2 separate regions of the Rattus norvegicus genome follow, and region 2 is linked to region 1. A link is a contact called in public Hi-C data. All regions are on one chromosome and are shown on one strand. The core of a region is the stretch at or near the end of the contact, and the rest is flanking DNA. Distances in the headings are between cores, read along the strand shown. Region 1 holds the start of Pomp (proteasome maturation protein). Region 2 holds the start of Pan3 (poly(A) specific ribonuclease subunit PAN3).

Region 1 (3,085 bases), core at 134-2,633:
ATGTAAATAGATTATCTTAAATGCAGTTAACAAGGAAAGGGTTCGAGGGGTCAGATCAAAGCAATATTGGTATTGTGATGGTCTTTTTTTTTTTTTTTTCTCTTTTTTTTTCGGAGCTGGGGACCGAACCCAGGGCCTTGTGCTTGCTAGGCAAGCACTGTACCACTGAGCTAAATCCCCAACCCCCATTTCCAGTTTTAACTAAAAATGATGTACCCTGAATGTGGGAGGCACCATCCCATGGCTTGGGATCCCAGACTGAATAACAGGGCAAAAGCAAGAGGAGCAGCATTCGTTTCCCTTTGCTTCGGATTGCAGAGCCCAATCGACCAACTGCCTCGCCTTCCCCTCCATGCTTCGCTATACTCTCACAATGTGAGCAAAGGGGCTGGAGAGATTGCTCAGTGGTTAAGACCTGCTGCTCTTACAGAGGGCTTGTGTTCCTTTCCCCGCATCCACAGGGTGGCTCGCAACCATCTACCTGTAACTCCAGTTCTGTGAGATCCTGAGAATCTTCTTGTGTTGGCAAACTCCGCTAAGTATTGCAAAGAGTGTGAGGATACCAGGCACACACATGATACACATGCATATAGTCAAACAACACGCTTTAAAGAAACCCTTAAAAATTAATTTTTAAAAAGCTTAATGAAAAGGTTTAGGGAGATGACTCGTGTACAGCATGTACAGCCATATTGATGTACATAATTCTAAGAGCCTGACATCCGTTAGCTATGACAGATTTAAAACTGTTAGCCGCTCCCCCATGTTACCGAGGAATTAGTCTCTGGGACCCTAAGTCTTTGTCGTCTTCCCAGTCTGGCCACACTGACCAAATTACCTTCTTCTGCCTCCCGCTTTTAACTTGCTTATTAAGAACGGGTGGCCAGATCTGATTTAGGGACACTGGTTGTAGTTCCCCAAGTTCGGAAACATCCACACCCCACAAACCCTGGAGTCCGCCTCTGCCTGTAGCTCAGTGACTAAGCAAGCTTGGTCCTTCCTTTGGGTTCTACACATACCCAGCCTTGGACCTTGGACTTAATAAAAAGCCTGTTGTCCGAGTTTTGACTGAGCAGAACTTTATGCAAATCACCACCTCGACATCCGTGGATGGCCCGTGAGAAGTCTGTGCATCTGCACACATCCACCTAAAACCGTCACGCGAGGCCACGTCCAGAGCACACTCTAGCTGCGCCCTTGGCCCTCGCTCCCCGGGGATAGCAAGCGTGGGAGCCCCGGCCCAACGCGACTCCCTCTCCTCCCACGCCCTCTTTTCCTTCCTGGCCGGACGGACGCACTTCCGGCGGATGGGGGGGTTGTCTCGGCCCCGGAAACGGAAGTGAGCGCCTTGGCTGGCCGACTATAGCGGGTTCAGAGGGTTTCGCAGAGCTGTTTCCAAGATGGTGAGTGAGCGCGAACGATCGCAGTCGCGGTGGGTATTCGTGGTGCGGGCACGATCACGGCTGCGCGGTCCCGGCGGGTGTCTGACGTGGGCGTGACCAGGGCTGCACGCTCTGGGGTGGTGCTGGTTCCCGTCGGACCGCGCGCGTGGGTTCCCGGGCCTCCCAGGCCTGCGCGCCCCTTTCCAGCAGTTGAGGCGGATGCACAGGGCATCTCTGAAAGCCAAGCCTTGTGTGGTTGTTGGGACATGCCACGTGCCCTCTCCTTCAGGGTGACTGGACTCTACAGCCCCCAAAGGCCCACGACCGCCTCTTGTATTTATATAACTCAGCCACGATTTTACAAACGTCTCTGCCTGTGCCTCTGTGTTGCTCCCGTGTTGTTCATATAGTTAGTGCTGGACTCCCTCTGTTCCCCCTCTGGCCTCTCCTCCTTCCCCACTTTCTGTTTCTCTTTGAGCAGACTCCTGAGTCACCATGGCACAGACCTGATACAAGCACTCCTCCGCAGGCCGTCTGCCCACGTCCAGAAAGCTTGTATTGGCTAATACTGTTAACCATTGTAAAGGAGTGTGAGAAATGCTGAAATATGAATGGTTTTAGGTCTTTACAGACTTATTTTTATCTGACACTGAGCTAGAACCTTAAGGCGTCCTCATTTTATAAAAGGATACTGGGAAGACAGTAACATCAATACTAGAGTTCAGAATTTCTCGTTTGGTGCTTTTCAGTAAATCAGGAGGACACTGTAGGGTAGTGATGTCAGTCAGCGTTGGAACAGCAATAATCAGACAGGGCTAGTCCTTGGAAGTCTGTGCTTGGCTGGCAGTCACAGAGTAGGAGTAGGTGACTGTCCACTGTAGATTATATACTGTCTCCCTGATCCCCAGTAGTTTCCTGTGTGAAGAATGGGAACAGTGCCAGGCCCTTGAATTATAGACTTGGAGCCCTGAACTCTATTTCTCAGATGTTAATGAAGCACAGAAGGAGGTTGTTAGCAGTTTTGGTGGTGAGGTTTGTGGGGTTTGGAGAAACCTTGCTATTCAGAATTAGGAAATTGGTGAGGCTCAAGCAAGACCCAATCGGGGCTGGTGGCATACCCCCCGCCCCCAGGTAAAATACACAGATGAAGTAAGTCTATCAAAAAGCTGTTCTCTTCAGAATAGTTTTGTCTAGACTAGTAGTAGAGACCAGGTCAACTGTACCTGAATAGTTTACGCTGTTAGAGTTAGGGTGACAGTGTCAGTTCCAAGGAGCTGTTCTTAACTTTTTGTACTATTTCAACTAGCTGCCTTTATTTTTATAATTATAGAAGACAGCTCCTCCCCCTTTCTGTCAGTTCCTATGACCTCATCTCTAGGTGTCATGTTATAATTCCATCTCTTGTGTTGTCTTTGATCTGCCTGTTCCCTGGGGTTCTCTCCTCAGCCTCTTCACCAGGATAAAACACTACACCCAAAGGGAATGCTCTTTCCACCGAGGAAAAGCTGGCTGATTATACCGAGATTAGGGTAAAACTCAAGGTTTTTGGTTCATACGATTGTGCGTCTTTGAATTTTATCACTTCGTTATCTCAGACTGGTCAGAGTTTGTATACCCCCCCTTTTCCCCCTAAAGTGCTTTTCATGTTGGCACATGACCAGGAGTCTTTCTACTCACTGTACCCTGTGTGCTGGCTACCACAA
Region 2 (3,457 bases), core at 639-3,138, 420 kb before region 1:
CTCATACGTCAGCGCCTAGCACAGATTTTGCTTGGTATGTAATGCACTGTTGATTCTTATTTAAGATCAGTCTGAACAATATGCTGAATGTAGCAGTTTATCAAGCCCTGATTGTGTCACTGCAAACACCTCCTCCCAGCTCAGGTCTTTAAGATAAGCACGATTATTTAACAACAATGAAGCACGCAATACAGAGAGCACACACGTTGTCACTAGGTACACCCTGGATTGGAATGAATAAACTTTGGGCAATTTCAGGCCTTCCCCTGCTCAGGGACAATTTGCCTTGCTTTTCAGGGTTCCTATGGGGATCTTTTCTCTTCTTAAAGGATTGGGAACGTGCCACCTAGCACTTTGAAAACTTGTGCTATTTTCTAATTGCCCTTCAGGAGAGTCCAATCTCTTAATACTGACTGAAAAGCACTTCTGAGAACTCTACTCATCTGTGTGCTATCACCATACTCCTAACACTCTAACCCGATTCACCTTGAGGCCTCTTTCACAAGCTGTCTGCTTTGTCTACAATGCTCTTTCTTTCTCTACACACCTAGTAGCAATAGAAAGCAATTGCTAAACCCTACTGATTCTTCCCAAACACAGGACATTTATATGATCAGTTCACTCACTCTTTTATCTCAAATGTACAAAGGAGGAATAGAGAAGCAACCAGGTTTCAAAGGCAGGGCTGAATTCAAGGATGCCTAAATCTCCAGCTGGCTTATCAGTTTTTCCTAGGAGCCCAACATCTTTAAATCCAGCATTAGACACTAATTCCCACCTTATGTCTCACTGTCCAGAGGATAAAGAAGCCCTCTGAACTCAGGTATAACTGCATCTTGTTCACTTTTGCATCCCTAGCTCCTTTCCAGTTCCTGGAACATGTAATGGACATTAACAAATACTTGTTGGATATTTAAGTGACTGAAAACTGCGTTCACACAAAGATACCGGCTTAGAATTTACCTAGGCAACATCACTAGGCTTACCAGACTAGGATCTACAACGTGCATCTCACCCCTTCTGCAGTGTGGTACTTTTTATATTCTTCCGTGACTTCGTCAGGTCGCCACAATTCCTTAAATACTGCCCACACCGTCCTTTTCATAACAGGGATTTGTCTTTTAAGAGAAATCTCGCAGAGAAGATTTCTAAAACCTTAAAACCAATCTTTTGCTTCACTTCGGTTCTTCAATTGTCTTAATGCCGCTCCCCCTTTTTAAAAAAAAAATGGAGCAAATTGGAAATCAATGAGGGGAAAACTTTAAAAAAAAAGTGAATTTCGAATGCAGACTAGGAAAACATTCTAGCACTTTTGGAATTGGGTCTTCCCATGCAGCCTAGGTAGCACTGTCCCAGGTGGCGCCTGTTTAGAAAAAATTCGAGGGCCATCAAAGCAGAGGAAACAGGTGCTGCTCTAAGCGGGGGTTTGTTGACATCAACGGTTCTGGCTCCATTTTTTGACAAAGAGCCCAGAAACTAAGGGTATCTGGCCGTTCCATCTCCTTCGAGGGGGAGGATTTACAAAAAAAAAAAAAAAGAGAGGCTGTGGGGCAAAGGGAAAGGGAGAGGAAATGTGACACACGGAACCAAAAACTGCTCTGCAGGGAGCGAGGTTGGGCCGCGTCCCCCTCAAAGGACAAGTGACGGACTGTCATTTTGTGTTTTCGCTTCCAAGCTGACAACCACCTGGTTCAAGGAGGAGACTCGAAGAGGGGTATCCTGTCTCGTGAGAGCTTCAGCATCGGACCCGTGACAACCTGGGAAGGCCACGGAGGGCCCAGGCAGGACCAACTGCCTCTGGTCAGCTCGAGGACGCCCCCGGGGGGCCACGCCTGCCGCCCCGGCCAGGCCTTTACCCATAAGCCCCCGCGCCGCGCGCGCACGCGCAGAGGCGGCGACCGTCTCAGGAAGAGGAAAATGGAATAAACAACTCGGAGGAACCGGAGCGCGAGACGACGAGCGGAGGCAGAGTTTAAAAACAAACCGGCTCCCTCCGCCGTGCCTTACCCCCCAGCTTCCGGTCGCCGCCGCCTCAGGGTCTCCTGCAGCCCCGGCCACGCGCCCACCGCGGCGTCCCGCGCGGCCCCTTTAAGGACAGCGGAGAGGGAGAGGGAGAATCCCTACTCGCCGCCCGCCCCTCCCCCTCCCCGGGCGGCTCCGGCTCCCTCAGCGGGCCCAACCCGCCCGCCCGGCTTCCATCCGGCTCCGGCGGCGGCTCCTTCCCGCCCTCGTCTATGGTGGCGGCGGCGGGGGACGCGGCTGCGGCGTGGCCATGAACAGTGGCGGCGGCCTTCCGCCCCCCTCGGCCGCCGCCTCCCCGTCGTCCTCCTCGCTGGCGGCGGCCGTGGCGGTCGCGGTCGCGGCCTCGTCGGGCGTCGGGGGCGTCCCCGGCGGGCCGGCTGCGGGCGTGAAGCTCAAGTACTGCCGCTACTACGCCAAGGACAAGACGTGCTTCTACGGAGAGGAGTGTCAGTTCCTGCACGAGGACCCGGCCTCCGGCGCGGCTCCGGGGCTCGGCCTCCATAGCAACAGCGTCCCGCTGGCGCTGGCGGCCGCGTCGGGGGCCGGCTTTCCTCCCGGAGCGCTCCCGGGCGGGGGAGCGGGGCCGCCCGCGGGGCCCAAGAAGCCGGAGCTGGGCGTCCCGGGGGCGGCGACAGCGGGCGGCGGACTCGATGGACCGCGGGTGGCGAGTGAGTGAGGCCCGGGCGGGGTGGTGCGGTACGGGCTGGCCGGGCGCGGGCTAGAGGCCTGAGCCTGCCGCTTCCCCTCACCTCTGGGCTGCGGGAGAGGCCTAGGCCCTGCGTAGCCGCCCTCCTTCCTTCTTCCGGTTTCCTCTCTCCGCCGCTCAGGGCAAGCCCTGGAGCTAGGGGAGGCGGGTTCCCCAGGAGCGTGGGTGGATGGTCCTGGTGATTGGGGTGGGGTGGGGCGCTGGGAGTGAGTGCGGAGAGGAGGGGGGATGGGCTGCCGAGTGTAAGGAAGGGGGTATCGTTTCCGGGTGTGTGTGTATATGTGGAAAGGGGCAGGGTTTGCGAGCACATGTGTCGTTGCGTGCCTGTGTAGAGTGCGGTCTGCCTAATGTTGAGGTTCGCCAGTGGGTGTGTATGTGGGTAAGAGGCGGGAGGTGAGGGGCGGGCTTAAGGCACATTGGCTTTGCTGAAAGGGACGCGAAAAAGTTTTTGTAGAAGGTTTTCCGGGCTGGGAACGCCTTCTAAAGGATGTCCGGGGTGAGGGGTCGGAGTGCCCTGAGGAGAGGTGTATGAAGATCTGCTTTTTTATTTTTATAAAGTGAGCAAAGGTTTAATAGAGAGCTTAAACTGGGAATTTCCCAAGATTTGCGCTCTGGAAGTTTTCTGGAAAGCTATAAGTGACTTGGGTGTGCAGGGATCTGTCATGTCTTTCCCATGACATATTGAGTGAAGTTTCTCAGCACTGTGCCTGAAGAGCGTCTCATACTCCG

The links. A called contact is a pair of places that touch in the nucleus more often than the background predicts.
Region 2: a Hi-C map of hepatocytes shows a contact between it and region 1, with 1.7 times the contacts expected there. The contact joins the promoter of Pan3 here to the promoter of Pomp in region 1. A contact is called at or near these places in 3 of 12 Hi-C or Micro-C datasets (frontal cortex, hepatocytes and mammary epithelial cells).

Annotation. Positions count from the first base shown.
Region 1 is chr12:12,209,135-12,212,219 of GRCr8, reverse strand. Pomp (proteasome maturation protein) reads left to right here and starts at 1,383. Exons shown (of 6, transcript NM_001100942.1): 1 at 1,383-1,403. The coding sequence starts at 1,401.
Region 2 is chr12:12,629,923-12,633,379 of GRCr8, reverse strand. It overlaps Pan3 (poly(A) specific ribonuclease subunit PAN3), which reads left to right and starts at 1,888. Exons shown (of 19, transcript NM_001419788.1): 1 at 1,888-2,690. The coding sequence starts at 2,273. It overlaps LOC134481260 (a long non-coding RNA gene), which reads right to left and starts at 1,828. Exons shown (of 4, transcript XR_010056702.1): 1 at 1,687-1,828.